Regions from separate parts of the Sus scrofa genome. Here region 1 is linked to region 2. Evidence: chromatin contacts called from public Hi-C data. All regions are on one chromosome and are shown on one strand. The core of a region is the stretch at or near the end of the contact, and the rest is flanking DNA. Distances in the headings are between cores, read along the strand shown.

Region 1 (3,865 bases), core at 1,043-3,542, 41 kb before region 2:
TTCTTTCTGTAGATGAAGAAACAGAGACTCAAAAATGGGAGTAAACGTGCCTGAGATCACATAGCTCTTGAGCTGTGTATCTCGAGATTCCCCAGTAAGAGTTCTGAGGGTGGGGATCAGATTTTGGAGATGTTCCTAGGTACACAATATCCTGAACAAGAATGATAATGATGTAATCAAATACAATTCAATTTTGGCATCTCAACATCTTACTTTTTTTTTTTTTTTTTTTTTTTGCTTTTTAGGGCCGCACCTGTGGCACACGGAGGTTCACAGGCTGGGGGTCCAACCGGAGCTACCCAACTCGAGATCAGAGCTGCATCTGCGACCTATACCACAGCTCATGGCAACGCCAGATCCTTAACCCACTGAGCGAGGCCAGGGATGGAACCCACAACCTCTTGGTTCATAGTCGGATTTTTTCACAACAGGAACTCCTCAACATCCCTTTAAAGTTTATCAGGGTGGTGGTGGTGGGAGGGGATGTTAATTGCAACCTGCTGTGAAAATTCTAGTCATCATGAGTTCTTTGCTTTCTATTAAGAATATAACTAGCTAAATTATATATATACTTTAAAAGGTAAAATTATGACTCTTAAGCAAAGATAAGATGAACACATATCTGCTGAGAGCCTACTGACCATCTCGTTAAGTGTATATTCACAGGAATTGTTGCTTGTTAGTTGGCTGACTGGCTCAAGTAAAGGCAGATGGATGGATTATTACAAGGCTTTAGGAACTAGGAATGGGAACTAGAAATGTGTCCCAGAAAGGAAGCAGAGCTGGTCCCTGGGAGAACTGCAAGTGGGGCACTGGGAAGAGGTTCGAGGTTCAAGTTTCAGGCAGCTGCCCCCATGATTTTTCATTACTCAGACCACAATGCCTTTTTTTTTTTTTTTTTTTTGCTTTTCAGGATCAGACCTGCAGCATATGGAGGTTCCCAGGCTAGGGGTCCAATCAGAGCTGTAGCTGCCAGCCTACGCCACAGCCACAGCAGTGTGGGGTCTGAGCCACGTCTTCAATCTACACCACAGTTCATGGCAACGCCGGATCCTTAAACCACTGAGTGAGGCCAGAGATAGAACCCTCAACCTCATGGTTCCTAGTCATATTCGTTGCCCCTGCAGCAACAGAGGATGGGAAGTCCCAGACCACAATGCTTTTTGAGCACTCCTGTCTGCTCCATTGTTTTGTTTCTCTATTACTAGTGGGCCTGTGGCTAAAAATGGACCCCCCCACCCTCCACCCCACTTTGAGTCTGCATAATCATCACTAAGTGCTGGACTTCTGACAACCATCTCCAGCTTAGTTCAGAATCTTGATGGAGACTATCTGATTGGCTGCTCTCCAATCAAGCATTAGGGCCCTTTGGGTCAGGTGATCACTCAAGGTCAATCAGCTGTAGCTACTTGGAGGAAACAGTTGCCAAGGGGTTGTAAGAGACAGAGAGAGACTGCAAGCCATGAGGGGTAAGGAGGAGAGGGAGAGTCCGAGGGGGAATCCAAGGGAGCAAAAAGAGCCCAAGTGAGAACAGCAAGCAGCCAGGCACAATAAAACGCGCCTTTAGTCATTTCCAGCCTCAGTCCTTGCAATGATAGCATTTCTGCCACTCCTCTTATCTCACTGAGTGTGGATGTCCATCTGTTGCTTTTATTTAGGCAAGGTAAGTTGAGGTGGGGTTGGGCAGGTCTTATAGGAACCCATGACCCTTCCTTCCCATTCACATTTCCGCCTGCATTTGGGATCCTCCTTTATACAAGCCCTTGAGCTGCTAGAAACAAGGCTCTCTCTTAAGAAGAGGTCTTGGTCCGAGCGCCTGAACTTCAAACTGCTCATTTTTTGTTGTGGGGTGAAGGAGATTGCCAGCCATGGATCAGTGCAGGAGCAGTTGGATGTGCCCAGTTGGTAGGGCTCGAACACATTTTAGTTCACGCTAATTATTTCTTCCCGAGCTGGTTGACTCTCTTTCGTGGGCACAAGACACGGGCCTCATAACTGCACGGTTAAAAATGCAAAGGAAGAGCGAGCTCCTCACCAAGCAGGCGGACCAAGCCATCAGGAGACAGAGTAGCATGTGGGTTCGGTTCAGCAATCACGGAACCCGGGATTAGAGCGAGGAACTGTGCTGGATGCGGAGCCAGGGGAAGTGCAGCCTCCAGGCTCCGGGGCTCTCAGGTTGGAGGGTCGCACACACAGAAACAGATAAGGCCTCACGTCCAGCATGAGGGAGATCTGGGGCATCTTTCCAGCCCCGGCACCGGCGGGGCGCCGGTCCGGAGCGCGCAGCTCCTTGCAGGGCGGAGGGCGGCGCGAGGGAGGGAGAGAGGGAAGGGAAAGGCGAGCGTGAGCTGCCTCAAATGCTTGGAATAATTCCGCTTCCGTTTGGAAAGCCGCAGCCTCAGTCCCGCCGCGTCCGCCCAAGCGCCAGCTCCGCGTCCCGACCGGCCCGCGGCTGTCCGCTCCGCCGCCATGGCCACCTCCCCGCAGAAGTCGCCGTCTGTCCCCAAGTCCCCCACTCCCAAATCGCCCCCATCCCGGAAGAAAGACGACTCCTTCTTGGGGAAACTCGGAGGGACTCTAGCCCGGAGAAAGAAAGCAAAGGAGGGTAAGTGCGGCCCGGGCCAGCGAGCCGCAGGGGCTGGGGGGCCGACGGGCCGGGGCTCCCGGGGCTGGGCGGGAGCGCGCCGCGGGTGCCCGGCTCTGGGGGTGGGGGGAGCGGCGGCGCGGGCGCGCGCGCTGCGCGGGAACATCCCGGGGGGACGGGCCTAGTGCCCGCCCTGTTCCGAGCTCCAGGGGCGCTGCCCTCTGGGGAGCCGAGGCGATCGGATAGGGCCGCCCGGGCCTGGGATCAGGCGACGCCTGCGCTGGGCCGGGGGCCGAGGAGGTGGCAGGGCCCGCCAGCCCGGAGGCGGCGTCTTCTCTTAGGCCTCAAGTCCCCGCCTTCTCCGCGCTGAAGGCTGGCACTTCCAAGTTTCTGCTGCAACTTTTCTGGGCGCCGTCACTCTCACTCTTTGCCTTCATTGGTCTTTGAAATCAGATCATTTGCTAGACCTGCTGAAGTGTGCGGATGCAACGTTGGTCTCTGGATCTTTTGTCCATCCCCAGGGCTCTGTTGGGTAGATCTCGACACCAAATGTTTGTTGAATGAATGAGTGGAAATCTGGCTGTCCTAGTGGTCCCGCCGCGTGATAAATGATAAAGTTGCACTCAAGACGAAAACCTCGATTAAACACACAACAGAAGCATCCTGGGCTGTGACCTTTTTGTGAACTCAGGAATTAAGGGCCCTTGCAAAAACCATTTCCTTTTTCCCACCAGGGTGAATTGAGGCGATCTCATTTTTTTCCAGGACCATGTCCCATGGGCAGATTTTGCATCCTGTTTGTTTGATTTTTTTTTTTAGTTGATTTACAATATTGTATTAGTTTCAGGTTAGCATAGTGACTTGCTGTTTTTTCAGATTATATTCCCTTGTAGGTTATTACAAGATACTGGATATAATTCCCTGTGCTATACAGTATATCCTTGTTGCTTACCTACTCTCTATATAAATCCCATATTCTGTTAAACCCATACCCTCAATTTGCCCCTCCCTCCTTCCCTCTTCTCTTTGGTAACCACAAGTGTGTTATCTTCATCTTTTTTTTTTTTTCAGTGATTTTTATTTTTTTCCATTATAGTTGGTTTACAGTGTTCCGTCAATTTCTACATACAGCAAAGTGACCCAGTCACACACACACACACACATACATAGAGAGATTCTTTTTCTCACATTACCCTACATCATGCTCCATAAGTGACTAGATATAGTTCCCAGTGTTACACAGCAGGATCTCATTGCTTATCCACTCCAAATGCAATAGTT
Region 2 (3,574 bases), core at 373-2,872:
CAGGATCCGAGCCGTGTCTGCGACCTACACCACAGCTCACAGCAACGCCGGATCCTTAACCCACTGAGCAAGGGCAGGGATGGAACCCGCAACCTCATGGTTCCTAGTCGGATTCGTTAACCACTGCGTCACGACAGGAACTCCCTGTCTTTCATCTTTTTAATTCGCTAGCCAAAAAATAATATGCTATTGTTCTTGTGATTTTGATTCTATAACACATTCATTGAATAGTCCGACTTCCACTGGAATTTAATCAGGAACACCCCCCCCTCCACCTCCGCCCAAGCACTGACTTAAAACATGCTCTGTGACGTCTTGGGTGGATTGCATGACTTTCTGGTCTCTTCCCGCTATAAGGACATTTAGGTTCATCTTCTTTTTTTTATGGCTGCACCCATGGCACATGGAAGTTCCTGGGCGAGCAGTGGAAGCAGAGCTGCAGCTGGGGCTTGCAACCACAGCCTCATCAACACTGGATCCAAGCCACATCTGCAACCTACACTGCAGCTTGCAGCACCACCAGATCCTTAACCCACTGAGTGAGGCCAGAGATCAAACCTGAATCCTCAAAGGGACAATGTCGTGTCCTTAACCCACTGAGCCACAATGGAGACTCCCAACATTTAGGTTCTTATGACTCACCTGTTGGTACGAAGATCTAGTCCAGTCTGAAATCAAAACTTAACTTCTCATCCAGTTCAAAGTCTTCCAATATCGACGGTGTTGTTATAATGCTCTCCTGATGGTTGCTGTTTTGCTGGTTCATTGCTGATGTGTTTGGTTCTTCAGAGGCCCTGCAGGGAATTTTAAAAGAGTTCTTGAGTGTGGTTAGCTTCATGGGGATTTCAGTCTTTGGAATCCATGACTCAGTGGCCTCCCCTGTTACACGTTACAATCATGGCATCGCAGGGCTGCTGTTGCTGTCACCCATAGAAAAACATGATGACATCTGTTTAAGTTCCCCAGAAATGACAGCAAAGTGGAATGAAAAGTCCAATGTTTAAAAGATGTATATCTGATCATTAGAATATGGAAAAATCAATTCCTTTGGAAGTTAGAACCATATGTTTTTTTCTTTTTTAAAAAGGTTTCTTTCTGAAGCCTCAATTCTGCCTTGGATGTCTTCAGGAAAAAGGAGTGTATAAGTGTAGTTTTTTATTGCAGGCATTGTAGATGAAACGGGTCCTGGGGAGAGGCCATCAAAGTAGAGATTTATTCTTTGGCGTTGAAGCATAGAGGAGATAAACCATGAAAGGATATTTTTAAAACTTTCATTTAAAACATGCCCGGTGAATCACAAATTCTTCCCAGCCAGCGTTTCAGTTTGTCTTCTGAAATCTGAAAACTCGAAATATTCACTCTAGGGGTTGGGAGGAGAGGGGATTGCTCAGGTTTCAGTTACAGGTTACAGTTTTTTATTGTTTTCTTCTCCTAATGGCTTCTTATACCCTTCCATGTGTTTCCAGCTGCCCATATGACCCCCACCGCAGAGGAAAGCAATTTGGCGTGCTCATGGCCAGAAGATATTGGGTTGTCACCCACTTGAAGGGCCTTAGCATGAGGGTGATGCTTAGCTCAGGGGAACTGGGCCCCAGAGTTGGCTTTGCCATCTGGAGGTATTTTGTGATCCAAGGTCTTTTTGGCATCAGCTCCGCCTGGTAGAGAACAGGTTTTCGTAACATCCGTTCCACGTTGCTTCCACTTCTAAAACAAGTCTTCCTAAAACACAGGCTTCTCCCTGACTCAGGATCTGGCAGGACTCTCCGTCCTTTTAAAAGATATGGCATAGGTTCCTCAGTCCAGCTTTTAAGGCCTCCAGAGTCTGGTTCTAACTTGACTTGATATTCCTCTGCTTCCTAACATGCTGATGGTCATCTGCTGATTATCTTCATACAGGTCCCGCCAGTACTGGGGTCTGTACCTTTGCTTGTGTGTTCCCCAGTCTCCCACCCCTGCCCACCTGCCCCGGCCCTGCTGGCTCAGCCCAGCTACTGCGGCCCCCATGGCACTCTCACACATCTGGCCCTGCTGCCCTTCCTGTTAGAGCGGTGAACCCTGGATCACATGCCTCCTGGTGCATCTGCTGGTTTCATGTTTTGGATTGATTTCCTCCACTTGATTAGGAATTCTTGGTTTGCAGTGACCATATCCTCTTCTTGTCTCGCAGCCTTCCCAGCCAAGCGTGCAGACTGTACTCAGTTAGGCTCGCTGATTGGTTGGGATGTGGTGACCTGGTCAGCAGGCCATGTCACTGTTTCACTGCGCTCCAGTGAGCAGGGGACAGCTTAAGAGATGGACCCAGTGTTTTCCCAGCTAGATCATGGGTCTCTGGTGGGGAGCTCAGGGGCTAGTTCCTTAAGAGTCTGGGGTATAGGATGTGCGCTGAATTCACATCCTAGCTGACTAGCTCTGTGAACTTGGCCATGTCATCTCATTTCTTCCCTGATATAACTCAGATGTGTTTGTTTATAAACAGGTATGATGTGCTAAGCCCTATTTGAGGAGCTGGGGATATGGCAGTGAATAGAATAGAGATCTGCATAATAAGGCAGGGCCAACTATGTGAAAATCTTGGGGATGAACTTTGCAAAAAAGAAGGGCTAGCAGGTGCAGCCACAGAAGTTTATGAAATCGAAAGGAGGCCCATGTGGTTGAAGCATGGAGGTCGAGGGGAGGCTGGTGCTGGGGCTGGGAGCCAGGCCAAGACTGGATGCTGCAGAGTCCCACAGGACCATCAGAAGACTGAGTTTTTCCCTAAAACATATGGGAAACCACTAGAGGATTTTGGCAGTGAAAAACGTGGTCTGTTTTTATTCACAGTGCCTGCCTCTTTGGCCATTAACTGCAATTAAGTAAGATAATATATGCAAGGAACCTGGTATACAGTAGGTGCTTGATAAGTGGTAATTAAGCTTTTCATGTTTTGGAGAAAAACTGGTTGTTTCCTATAGTTTGACTTGTCGCCTGAATAATGGTACCCCAAAATGTCTATGTCCTAATCCTTGGAATCTGTGACTATGTTACTTTACAGGGCAAAGGGGAATTAAGGTTGCAAATGGAATTAAGATCGTTAATTAGCTGACCTGAAAATAGGGAGACTATCTTGGATTATCCAAGTGGATCTAGAGTCATCACAAGCATCCTTCAGCATCAAGGAGGGAGGCAAGAGGGAGATTCAGAGGGAGAGGGGACCATAGCGGAAGGTCACAGAGATGCAGTATTATTAGCTTTGAAGATGGGGTAGGGGTCGCCATCCGAGGAATGCAGGTGGCCACAGAGCTGGAAAAGGCAAGGAAATGGTTTCTCCCCTAGAACTTCTGAAGGGAATGCAGCCTGGCTCACATCTTGATTTTAGCCCAGTGGAAACCCATTTGGACTTCTGACCACCGGAATTGTGAGATGCTGTATTTGTGTTGTTTTAAGCCACTCAGTACGCGGTAAGGATTTTGGACTAATCTTCCTAACTCCAATTTCGTACACCTCCCTATGACCTATGACCCATGACTTTTAAAACCTCTTGTTTCGTTCACCGTCTACAGATTGGTGCCTATGACGTGCCAGGCTATATAAGATG

What was found. Hi-C and Micro-C count contacts between places; a contact is called where the count stands out from the background.
Region 1: a Hi-C map of liver shows a contact between it and region 2, with 2.6 times the contacts expected there. The contact joins the promoter of PARVA here to the enhancer-like site in region 2. A contact is called at or near these places in 4 of 47 Hi-C or Micro-C datasets (embryonic fibroblasts, heart right ventricle, liver and 1 more).

The regions. Positions count from the first base shown.
Region 1 is chr2:47,026,529-47,030,393 of Sscrofa11.1, reverse strand. PARVA (alpha-parvin) reads left to right here and starts at 2,292. Exons shown (of 14, transcript XM_021083311.1): 1 at 2,292-2,465; 2 at 2,467-2,605. The coding sequence starts at 2,358.
Region 2 is chr2:46,984,954-46,988,527 of Sscrofa11.1, reverse strand. The region is part of intron 2 of PARVA (alpha-parvin); the gene reads left to right. Among named protein-coding and RNA genes, the nearest start is that of PARVA, 41 kb to the left of the region's middle. Within about 2 kb of position 1,622, at least 16 of the 83 cell types and tissues checked have an H3K27ac peak or open chromatin away from gene starts, as enhancers often do. A contact at or near this core is called in embryonic fibroblasts, liver and skeletal muscle, where this site is marked.